Linked DNA regions of Mus musculus: region 1 is linked to region 2. Evidence: chromatin contacts called from public HiChIP or PLAC-seq data. All regions are on one chromosome and are shown on one strand. The core of a region is the stretch at or near the end of the contact, and the rest is flanking DNA. Distances in the headings are between cores, read along the strand shown.

What was found. HiChIP or PLAC-seq counts read pairs in DNA pulled down with a chosen protein or histone mark.
Region 1: a contact with region 2 is called in an H3K27ac HiChIP or PLAC-seq map of trophoblast stem cells, with 5 times the contacts expected there. The contact joins two enhancer-like sites. A contact is called at or near these places in 1 of 484 Hi-C or Micro-C datasets (embryonic stem cells), 3 of 115 datasets of contacts at active chromatin or transcription factors (embryonic stem cells and trophoblast stem cells) and 1 of 9 other capture datasets (embryonic stem cells).

What each region holds. Positions count from the first base shown.
Region 1 is chr14:99,623,522-99,626,221 of GRCm38.p6, reverse strand. All of the region lies in intron 1 of Gm34061 (a long non-coding RNA gene), which reads right to left. Among named protein-coding and RNA genes, the nearest start is that of Gm33880, 10 kb to the left of the region's middle. Within about 2 kb of position 1,306, at least 63 of the 459 cell types and tissues checked have an H3K27ac peak or open chromatin away from gene starts, as enhancers often do. A contact at or near this core is called in trophoblast stem cells, where this site is marked.
Region 2 is chr14:99,262,421-99,265,356 of GRCm38.p6, reverse strand. No RefSeq gene overlaps it. Among named protein-coding and RNA genes, the nearest start is that of Klf5, 35 kb to the left of the region's middle. Within about 2 kb of position 1,261, at least 18 of the 459 cell types and tissues checked have an H3K27ac peak or open chromatin away from gene starts, as enhancers often do. A contact at or near this core is called in trophoblast stem cells, where this site is marked.

The DNA of each region.
Region 1 (2,700 bases), core at 57-2,556, 360 kb before region 2:
GTTTCCTACACAACCACACTGCTCCTAAGAGCCGTAGTGTAACTTCATTCCTGTGTTGGCTATGAACATCATTAGGACACATACACATCACCTTTAGAAGACTGAAGAGGGTGAGGGGAATCAAGACCTGAGGAATTGCTATGTCTTGGCAAAAGCCATGGAGGTTGATGAGGGTATATTTGGAGGATCCCGTCCTACAGCCTAGGAAGAAATGTCAAAGAATAATAAAGTCTACTCCACTGACTGAAAGTTAAGTCCCCACTAAACACCAAAAAGCCTTACAGTTCTAAAAGCAACTGTGCTTAATAAAAACTGTTGTAAAACATTTTACTAGTCTACCTTAAATGTACAGGAATTAATACAATAAGACTTTTTATGGCAAAAGTAGTTAGCATTTGATAAACCTCATTCTGTGCCAGGTGTCATGCTGAACATGCCACGTAGGCTATTCGCCTTAATATGAGTAGTCTTTAGAGGGTAGATGCCAGCCTACTGTTCATTTCCCAGCATCACTCCCTCCTTCCCTCCCTTCCTTCCCTCCTCCCTCCCTCCTTCTCTTGTAATTTACCTAAGGTAGCATAGACGTGGAACAAATCTAGATCTGTGTCATGGCAAAAATACAAGAGCTTAGCTATTATGCTTTCTCTTCTGAACCAGGAAAGATACTTTTATTATTATTAGGATTGGGTGTTAGCTCCAACACACAATCTTATGTACTTCAGCAAGTACAGACTCCTCAGCTCCCATCTGCCTTTCTTTCTTGGTAGTATTTACTTCTTGCTTCAGTTTCTAATCTATTGTGCCATTGCTTCAGTTTGATAGTCTTAAAAGCCTTCAGGGAAAATATAAACAGATGAAATAAGCCATGGTTTCATAGATAGATTCATAGAGGTACAAATGCACAAACATATATTAATTACTTTAATGTCCAACAATTTAACAGTTTCTTTTACAAAGTACATGTACAGCCAAATGTAAATTTAGCTCTGAAGTAAAAAGCCCCGGGTGCCTAGTAACGTATCCTGTGCTGCTGTGTTGACCAAAGACAGGAAATGGAGCATATAGCATACCTAAAGTGGTATTACCTTCAGCATTTATTGCGACAACAGAACTGATCCTGTCTGTTGCAACTCTGACAACCTAAGATAGAGCAAATCTCCATGAAAGCTCTCTGTCAGCACAAATGCTTAAGACCTTTACCATGCATCTTATTCATGAACACCCCTGAAAGCAGAATGCCCACTCACGGTGATTAGTGAGTGGGTCAGACTGAATCATAAGAAAGAATGCACATGACTGAATCACCAAGTCCACTTCCTGTAGCACCTGGTTTGCCTTGGACCACTGCCACGCACAAACGGCCCCAGACAAAGCCTGCTCAGCTCCTGAAATCTGATAAGGTCACAGCTAGAGGTAGTGTGCTGGGGAGATTCACCCAAGCACCCTGGTACAAGAATCAGGAAATCCATTGCTATCTAAAACCAATACAAGGATATCCATAGAGTTTTATGGTATCATTTCCAGTCATTTAGACAAAGCCATTGTTACTGGGGTCCTGGAAAGCAATGCAGGAAACTGCTAATGTATGTCCAAGTGAGTACAAGGGTTAGTATGTCTCCAAGCGATTGACGTACAACATGTCTGATAAATGTGGCTATTGAACTTGTGAGTCATCAATTCCACTACTGTTCCCCTATGAAAATTATCCTTGCTGTATGGCCTCGGGGCCACTCATTACCTCCTTCCCGCAAGGCTTAGCATGATATTCTCTGCCATCCAAAGCAGTGTGGAAACTCTTGTCTGTGAGAGACTAAGGAAGAATAATGACTTGAATAAATGTACTTAAATCCATCTTTTGAGGACATTGTGATGTCTCCGTGGGTAGGAACTCCGTGGGTAGGTGCCAACAAGCCTGAAGACCCAAGTCCCATTTCTATCACCCACGTAATAAAAAGAGAGAACCAACTCTCACATGTTGTCTTCTGATCTCCAAGTGTGTGCACACAAAATAAATAAATAAATGTATTTTAAACTCTTTGAAATCATATTTTTGTTTTGACTTACATAGGAAGTTCTATTGGTTTGCATTCACCATGATGTGAATGGTAAACAAGAATAGGAACCTTACAGATTCAGGCCCCCAAGGCAGTGTGCCACTGGATGATCTATCACTCACGAGAAGGCTGTGCAGTATCTGTTCATAGGGACTGAACTATCAGCCATTTACCATGAGAAAGTCAATTGTTGAGAAAATTGGAAGTTTAGCTGAGGAAACCTGTCATGAAGCAATACGGAAAGAAACCAGATGAAAGTTGCTTTGTGAGGACTATGAACCAGAACACACGGACTGGTTTATCTTTAATAGCATGAGACCCTCATCTAACAAAGGAGCCGTCCCAAGCCAGTCCTGATCATCTTGTCCTCCATGACTTTGCCTATTTTGATTCCAGAGTTGATTACTTTGGTTATAGAAGACTGTAGCTACACATTGTAACTCCACATTAAAGCACACAGCATTCATGAGACTGTAGCTGCACACTGTAACTCCACATTAAAGTACATGCCATTCACAAGACTATAGCTACACATTGTAACTCTACATTAAAGCACATGCTGAGCTTTGCTGGTGACCAGCCACTGCATTGCTAAATGGACTGTGCCTGATTGTGCTGTCTGCTCCTTTTCCTGCTTTGTGACAAA
Region 2 (2,936 bases), core at 12-2,511:
AAAACAAAAACAGACTCCTTATGTTTCCCTGTGCTTCCTTTTCTTTCTCTCTCTCTCTCTCTCTCTCCCTCCCTCTCTCTCTCTCTCTCTTTTGGTTTTTCAAGACAGGGTTTCTCTGTGTAGCCCTGGATGTCCTGGAACTCACTCTGTAGACCAGGCTGGCCTCGAACTCAGAAATCACCTGGCTCTGCCTCCTAAGTGCTGGGATCAAAGGCGTGCGCCACCACTGCCTAGTATTCCCCTTGCTTTCTAAGAGAGGCAGGCACTTAATATCAGTTCGTTGTGGCTTTTCTTTAGGAATACTAACCATTGCTTCAAAATAGAAACTAGAAATATGAGAAGAATGTCTCCTGGTCTAAAATTTTTGTTAATTCTGGCTCCCAGACAAACAATGATAGCTACCAACAAAGGTTCCAGGAAGAACAAAAGCATCTACTTTACACTTTAGTCTTAGAAAGGCCCCCAGGTCCTTCCCTTTCCTGGGGTTCTGTGGTCACGAGACCCTATCCCTCCCTTTGGAGACCTCCAGGCCTCTGTGAGTCAGTCACAGAAAAAGTGATACTAGCTGACCCAGAGACAATGCCGGTAGAGACCAGATGTGCAATAAGGCTGGAGAAGCAAGTATCAGCCAGGCCACAGGCATTGTATGTAAGCGGGAACGCACACAAAGGAGATATCACAACCATTGTCACCCAGCCATATTTGAGCTGAAAAATGCCCCTGTTATCTTGGAGAGCTAGACATATTTTATCCATAATATGATTTCTTTCCCCTCATACTCTGCCCCCAAAGAATGTGTGAAAATTTGTTTGGAAAAAAAAAATGTGTGACTGCACACACTAGTAATTCTAGCCCCTAGGAGACTGAGCCTAGACTGCAGAGTCAAGGATGCCAGTGGGTTTGGCAAACTTGTAATCTCTAGTTTGGGAAGTAGACGCTAGGGAATCCGTTGTTCAAGGTCATCCTTGGCTTTGTAGAGTTTGGTACAATCCCGGTTACATGGGGCCTTGTCCTCTCCCTCAAAAATTAAAAGAAACACGTGAAAAGGGTTTTATAAATATGAATATTTTTGGAGCTCTTTACTGTCCTGTCTTTAGTTTCAACTTGAATGAAACTGTGTGGACTGAGGTGTACTGCTGTATTTCTGTAACAATGGCAAGGCTCAGGGTTCACTTTGCCTTCTTCTGGTGGAGCCCGAGGGGCAGAGAATGGCAAGTCAGGACTCCTACGTGCTAGGCTAGGCAACTGTTCCGCTACTGATAAGCCCATGTTCTGGTTTTGCCAACAAATTTCTAATGTTCTTTTTCAATTCAAAGAGGGGGTGCGGTGTGCTATAGCCCAAAGATAGAACTCTTATCTTGCGTGCTCTGGAGCCTGGCTTCAACCTCAAGTATAGGGGTGAGTGTATAGAATTCTTTTGTTGAGTGCAGTAGCCCAGTGCCTACTAATTCTGCCCTCAGAAAAGAGGAAGAAAGATCACAGGTTTGGGGTCAGCATGGCCTAAAACAAGACTCAGTTCCCTGCGAAGTTCTTTGGCTATGTGTGTGCCTTTCACCTGTTTAGTCCATACGACAGAGCGCTTTAAGGGAGTCCGAGCGGAAGTGTACTTAGCAAAGTTAGGCCAAGCAAGTATTTCAAAGGGCGCGAGCGAGTGTGTGTGTGTGTGTGTGTGTGTGTGTGTTGGGGGAGCGGTCTGCAGTGTTTTTAAAAACAAAAGAAAATTCTTGATATTAGTGGGTTCCTCATCACCCCCATTTGTTTGTTTTATGAGACAGACTCTCACTTTGTAGCCAAGGATAAGGCGACATCGTCAATCTCATATACAAGGATGGTACACCAGCCTTTAAGGCAATGGGCACTTCTGGTCTGGAAGGGGAGAAATGTTTTCTGCAATGTTTCAGAAAAAAAAAAAAGTTCATTGGCCCACTAGTAAACCATTTAAAAAAATGTGTCACCGATATGCAATTTCTTGATGAGATCAAATCAATTACAGCAATGATAAAAACAGCCCTGGTAAAGGGCAACTGTCATCTATCTGTCTGGCCAGTTACAGAGTTTTGTTTTGTTTTGTTTTTTAAAGTCTTCACCATGTAAGCCCAGGCTGGTGTTGAACTTGTGATCTTTTCCTCTGCCTCGCAAATGCTGAGATTATAGGAGTGCCCCACTGTACCTGGCTAAAAAGGTTTGATTTTTGTTGTTGTTGTTTTGTTTTGTTTTTTTGTTAAAACATGACCTACTGGCTTTCAGGCTATAATTACTTAAATTGTATTTTTTTCTATTTTTCAAATCTATTTCTTACAATGTGGGGCAATATTCATCGTGAGTACATGAGATGAAGCTTCAAGGGTCCTGGGAGGTGGAGTAGGAGTAATTATCTTTAAGGTACATACATATATGTTTATATATAATTTTCAAAGATTAAATAAAAATATTTTACTGAAGATTTTTTTTTACATATAATACATTCAGAATGTATTATATGCACGCATGCATGGTCGCTTCCCTCTCTCTCCTCTCTTTCCATTCTGTAATTAATATATAGTTTCTGCACGGATCCAAGCTGTTCCTTTTAACACCTGTCCCATCTCCTCCCTGAAAATATTAGTTGAAAATTGTTCAGACTTACAAAAAAGAAAAAAAACAAAACCCCAAAAAACTAGGTATGGTGACACAGTGGTGGCAATCCCAGCACTTGCAATGAAGGTGCGGGATCGGGAATTCAAGGCCCACTTTGGGTATAGAGTTTTCAAGGCCAGGAGGAGCTACGCGAGAACAGTTCTCAAGCAAGCAAACAAAAAGTATAACAGGAAACAGAGAAAGGACTTCTAGGCTTCGGGAATGTATAGGCCTAGAGACAACACTTGGGGATAATTTTGGCTTACATTTTAAGTCCTAGGTGCTCCACGCATACAGTGAGTAGCAGCACTCCAGTATCA